Linked DNA regions of Mus musculus: region 1 is linked to region 2. A link is a contact called in public promoter capture Hi-C data. All regions are on one chromosome and are shown on one strand. Each heading gives the region's core, a stretch centred on a gene start, on an enhancer-like site or on the middle of the called end of the contact. The rest is flanking DNA. Distances are from core to core; before and after follow the strand shown.

What was found. Promoter capture Hi-C pulls out the DNA fragments that hold promoters and counts their contacts.
Region 1: a promoter capture Hi-C map of hippocampal neurons shows a contact between it and region 2, with 3 times the contacts expected there. The contact joins the promoter of Metrn here to the enhancer-like site in region 2. A contact is called at or near these places in 2 of 39 promoter capture datasets (hippocampal neurons and neural stem cells), 4 of 484 Hi-C or Micro-C datasets (the G1E-ER4 cell line, the N1E-115 cell line and cortical neurons) and 2 of 9 other capture datasets (adipose tissue and pancreatic islet).

The regions. Positions count from the first base shown.
Region 1 is chr17:25,795,640-25,798,525 of GRCm38.p6, forward strand. Metrn (meteorin, glial cell differentiation regulator) reads right to left here and starts at 1,406. Exons shown (of 4, transcript NM_133719.2): 1 at 1,226-1,406; 2 at 602-1,002. The coding sequence starts at 1,323.
Region 2 is chr17:25,623,374-25,626,310 of GRCm38.p6, forward strand. All of the region lies in intron 4 of Lmf1 (lipase maturation factor 1), which reads left to right. Among named protein-coding and RNA genes, the nearest start is that of Lmf1, 46 kb to the left of the region's middle. Within about 2 kb of position 1,303, at least 28 of the 459 cell types and tissues checked have an H3K27ac peak or open chromatin away from gene starts, as enhancers often do. A contact at or near this core is called in the N1E-115 cell line, cortical neurons and hippocampal neurons, where this site is marked.

The DNA.
Region 1 (2,886 bases), core at 156-2,655, 170 kb after region 2:
AACACTGGGAAACGTTCTGTGACCTCCCAGCTCTAGCTAGGGATATTCTAGTGGACTCCAGTTCGGGGGGGTCTCTAGCTAGGGCAGAACAGTCAGAGAGCCATTCATTCCCTGCAGGGTCAGGCTACAAGTTCCAGAAGAGCAAAGCACTGGGCCTGGTGCCCTGCAGGGAGGCAGGGCAGGCAGTCTCCATGGTGACGAAGAGGCACACTGGACTTTTGTTGGCTGGGCTTGGGGGGAGGGGAAGGAGGTCACCACCAGGCCAGGGAGCCCTGGACAGCCTTGGCCATAGGCTTTGATTCTGCCTCAGCTTAACCCTTCCCCCAATCCTTCAGAAACCAGAGACCCAGGGCTGGCCTCTCGGGCATTTGCCCCCTCCTGCTCTTTTCCTAAACCGAATCTTTTAAGAGGAGGAGGAGAGAAAGGCGGGGGCACTTCCAACTCACCTCCTTACGACCTGGAAGCCACTATGCTCTCCACCGGAGTGGCCTCTGTCAAGCTACAGAAGGACTCTCCATGCAATGGGGTGGCAAGGCCCAGTCCCATCAGGTCAGTGTGGAGGGCCAATTTCTGACACCCAGCCAGTCTCATAATCACTCACCATCCACACCAAGACCTTGAGCCTGGGGAGACATTTCTGCACGTTGGTCCTCGTGCAGTTCAAAACGGAAGGCAGCAACTCTGCGGCTGATGTCGCGGTGTGGTGTGGCCTGCAGGAAAAGGGCTCGGCGCTCGCGGGGACCCCAGCGCATGCAGCGGCCCCCAGCCAGGTCCGGGCCCTCGGCCAGTAGCAACTCTAGATTGCCGGTCATACGTTCAGCGAAGACCTGGGCACCAGCGAAGGGCCGCTCTGGGCGCAGACAGACGATGCTGGGCCGTGTGCCCGGATCGGGGCCGCCCAGGGTCAGGCGCAGCGCCCCAGCTGGGTACAGCCACTCGATAGCGCCCTCAGTACAGTCCAGGGTCAGCTGCCCCACGCTGCCAGGCTCCTGGGTCAAACCGCTGGGGACAGGACGGTGGTTCTCAGGTGGGTGACCCTCGTTCCCTAGCCCGCTCATCCCTTTTCCCGCGGCTACCAACATCTGCTTCTACTCTGTGTAACAGGACATTGAAGTCTGCGTTTCCTCAGTTCCAAGTGGGAGGGAACCCTCCAACCCAAGAAGTAAATAAAATAAAATAAATAAATAAATAAACCCACAACCCTCCCCGCAGTCCCTCCTGGTACCTGCCCCTCCAGCTGCAGCGGTCTTCCGAGTAGCCAGCGTGAGCGGACGCGGCCAGGAGGCCGCAACAGAGCGCGCAAAGAAGCGTGGCTACCAGCATGGTTAGGGGACGCGCCGGGGCCTCGGACTGCTGCCCCGGGAGGGTCGGGGCCGCAGCGCGAGCAGCCCGCGGCGCGGCTGCCCGGCCCGGCGCGTCCCCACAACCGGCGACCCCTCGCCGCTGCCCCCTCTGAGCTCCGGGGCTAGGGGGCGGGGCCTTTGCTCTCGGACCAATCGCCACAAGCCGCAGAACTTTCCTCCAATTGCAGCACCCTCGAGGGGGTGGGGCGGGCTCAAGGCGGGAGCTCGGTCCAAGGCAGGGTTGATGTAGAAAGCGCTCCTGTTTCCCCATTTGGAGATCCCCAATAGGAACGTTTGGTGGGTTGGTGGGGTTCGCTGTCGACTGGAATCTGGAAGGCTGTCCACCCCTTACCTTCAGTGGACCTCGGGGCAGTGGGACTTTGTAAGAGAAGTAGTAGAGTCTGCAGCCAAAATCTGAACACTGGTATCCTGCTGCTGGTACTTAAGGAAAAGAGATTAAAACCCCTGTGTTACTGCATCTCATAAGGGAGGGTACAGAGGGCCTGGAGCATGGAGCTAGGCCAAACCTTCGGTTTGGGGAAAAGAAAGAATACTGGCTAGGTCTGGAAGGAGTAGCGTGGGTAGTGTGGATCTCCTTCTGCCACCATACATTCTCAGACCTAACTACACACTCCTCCAATGTTAAATGGATACTAAGAAAAAAATGAGGCGTTCTAGAGGACCTGCCTAGGGACCCACCTGACTGACAAAGCCTGGTAGTCTGCCGGTGCCAAAGTACAGGCCATTCCTACAGTCAAGATCAACCGAAAGGGAATCAGAAAGATATCCCAGGCAGCCTGAGGATGTAGCTAGGTTATAGAGCACCTACCACACAGGCATACACCCCTGGCTTTGATCTTTAAAATAATGTTAAACTGAGAGTGTAGTGGGTCTTGCCTGTAATCCCAGCGGGCAGGAAGTAAAGGAAGCAGCTCAGATGTTCAAGGGCATCCTTGGCTCCATAGTGAATTCAAGGACAGTGTGGGCTACATGAGAACCTCTTTTTTTTGTTTTGTTTTGTTTGTTGTTCATTTTTAAAAAAATATTTTTATTAGATATTTTCTTTATTTACATTTCAAATGTTATCCCCTTTCCTGGTTTCCCCTCTGAAAATCCCCTATCCCCCCCCCCCCGAGAACCTCTTAAAATAAAATAGAGCCACTGTGAAACCCCCCAATGGGGAAGAGCTTCCTTGGAGCAGCTTGTCCTTTGGATCTGACCGAAGGGAGGGTGGAGGAGATGGAAAATAGAAGAAGAACCTTGGCAGGTCCCCAAGGATCTCTCTCTCTCTCTCTCTCTCTCTCTCTCTCTCTCTCTCCCACCCCCAGGGCTCTGTTTCTGGATCCTCCAGGTTCCGAGTGAAACCCTTCCGGTTGGCCTGGACCTGCGCTCAGAGACAGATGAGATCCAGTGATCCCACTGGCAATCTGGGGAGGAGCTTCAAACACTGACTACTTTCTCCTTGCCTCCCAGGCCCTCTTTGACCAATAAGAAGGCTCAGATGGCTCCTTGCCCCAGTCCAGAGAGTCAAAATGACACAAGG
Region 2 (2,937 bases), core at 53-2,552:
GCATCTAAAGAAGTCTCATGCCACTTAGGACTTGGGGCCATAGAGGACCTCTCAGAGCCAAGACAACTCAGCAAAGAGCAGAGGTGACCAGAGAAGACCTGCGCAGTGAGTGGGAGAGGAAGCAATCAAGTGACTCCGAGAACTGAGTGGGAGATACACTCTGGGAGGAAAGAGCCGGCTGATAAGTTTGGCCATAGAGCAGCTCCTGCTGGAGAAACAAGAGATGGCCCCAGGGCTGCCTGCAATGTGTCCAGAATGTTCTAAACCTCGCCCAGCCTGACTCAAGAGCTTACTCAGCAGCTGCCACAAAAAGCCAGCAGGTCCCAGGAGTGGACAGCAGTCATGGAGACACCCAAAAGCACCCAGTCAGCTCTGGGTGATGCCTGTCCCTTCCTAGACAGAGTATAGCCTGGGCTAAGTGGTATGCCTGCAGATGATGTTCATGGGCTGAGGTGAGGCCAGATGTGCAGCACACAGAGAACCCCTGAGATGTTTCCTCGTGGGACATTTTTCACGTGGAAGGAAATCTGTTTCTGCTCGTGCCCCATTCTGAGCAGGGCCACTCAGTCAGCCCGCAGCTCCAGGTTGTTAGGAGGTGGGGTCCCCAGGACAGCTGCAAAGCCAAGTCTCTGTTAGCTGGGAGGCTGGCTGTGCTTACGTCACAGCCCAGGGACTGTTCTGAACGGGATGAACCAGGATAATTTTAAAAGCAGTTTCCATGTTAGCATGCACCGCCCCCCAGGATGCTTCAGGAGATGATGCTCAGGCCACGGAAGTGTGGGCTCGTGGGCGGCTCTCAACAGTTAGCAAGCAGGGTGGAGACATTGGTAGCAGGGAAGGGCGGCTGCTGAGGAACCAAGACAAAAACAGGCTTTGAAGTTGCCGGACCCTTTTCTCGGAGTTGGAGTGCCACTGGTAAAATCGTATTAAATATAATGAAATAAATGCTGGAATGCAGAGTGCCTGTGAAGACAGAACGGAACGGATGTCCCTACCATTTCCCTCGTCCTGGGCATCCTAACTCAGAAATGAGAGCAATCATTCTAATTGGCTTTATTGCATTAGCGTGGGCAGAGCTAGAGAAAGGGGGCTTTCTTCCTGCCTGCCCATCAGCCCCCAGGACACTCAGAAGGGCTGACCTCTGACTCTGCTCAGAGACATCACGGGAATCTTTGGACCTCATGCCTGCTGTGTCATGACCTTTGATCCCCAATTGCAGACCTCTCGTATAGCTGTCCCAGACTGGGCCCTGGCAGCCTCTTTGGATCCCCATTCAACAGCTGTTTGTCTCACACAGCCCATGACCCTCAGAGGCTTAAAGAAAGCATCACAGCCCAGCACAGCTGAGGGCTTTTCAGAACCCTCTCATCCGTTCTTGGTAGCCCATCAAAAGTTATTATGCATAGGTGCTGAGGTCCTTTTCAAGGGACGTAGCGCAAAAGCCTTACAGCTCTGCTTATCTCTCTTCTCAAGTGCCTTTGTTGCATCCGGCTGTGTCCTCCATGTGCACGTGTACAGACTGTGTGGATGCAGGCAGCAGGACACCACCGCATCACGTTGCTTGACAACAAGGAGACAGTGCATCAGACCTGTCCAGAGCCATCGGGAAGACTAGTGAATCTGCAGGGATTAGCAGCTAAAAGAGGCCCGGAGCTTCTAGAAGGAAAACCGATGCTTTTACAAAGAGGCAGATTGTTCTAAGTATTTATGCAGCATACGCTGTAGTAGAAATTGCTGCTGCTTTCACACACATCTCCCAGTTAACCTCTTAGACCAGGAGTCAGTTTGAGGCATGTAGTGGTGGTGTTTTGGTGAAACCATACTGTAAGACCTTGGGTGTCCAGGGCTCGGTGGACTCTGGCTCCAGCCTGAGCTAGCCATGTCAGGGTAGCTCTAGTCCTGTGGACAGGAGGTGCTTCTGTCGTTTTGAACCAGATCTTAGCTGAAGGTTCTCAAAATGTAAAACCCCAGATTCTGCCTAGCTCTGTGCTACCCTGAGCTTTGCTAAACCAAGGCTTTTTAACACACCTGTCTCCACCATCTAGGGACTATGCTGGGCCCATCTGCCATACCCATTCCCACACACATATGCACGAGCAACCTGTTAGCACGTGGCTGTTTGCTTGGAGGCTGCATTTTCTCGGTTCTTGGGCGAACAGATGGACCTTCCCTAACGCTTGTGGGAGTTCCTTTCCAGCCTGGAAGTGCTGGGTGGTCATCATGCCCCAGGTCCCGCTGACTCCAGATCATCTCAGGGCACACTGAGCAGTGCTTGCAAGTGAAAAGCTCTGTCCTGGAAGTGCAGAGCCAGGGCATCTTCATTAGAGGTCCCCACACCATCCGCACTCTCAGTGTCACAGAGGGCTTCCCACAACTGAGCCGGTCTTTCAGAGCAGTGCCATCTCTTCGTAGCAGCATTTCATGTGTTGGTAGAGCTGAGCCAGGAGAGGGCTGTAGCCTGGAGTTCAGTCAATAACACGCTGTGTTCGCGAGTGCCACTGGTCCACTCCACAAGGATGGGGGACCATGGGCTGTGCCCTCTGCTTGGAAACAAGTGGGCCTTAGGAAGCTGTAGAGCCTTACTTACATCACATAAGACAGGGGTTACAATTGGATAGGCAGCAGTCGCTCCAACACTAACGTGTGCCGTGTACCCCCGACAGCTTGCAGAGCTCTTGGGCATTCCCATCAGGAATTCAGCTCTGGCAAGAGAGGAGCAGCCCCACCTTATACCATTCCTGCAAATGCCAACATAGCTTTAGACCCCATCAAGCCTTGAGGGGGGGTACAAAGGGACCTCAGCCCCTTTCAGGCCACAGGCGTGCTATGCCAAGCCAGAGGGTAGGCATCCAAAGCAGACTCGTGGCATGGCTTTTCCTGTATGTGGTTTCCTTTGCCCGTCGGGAGTTTTTTAAGAAGCAGAAATTGCAGTCGGGA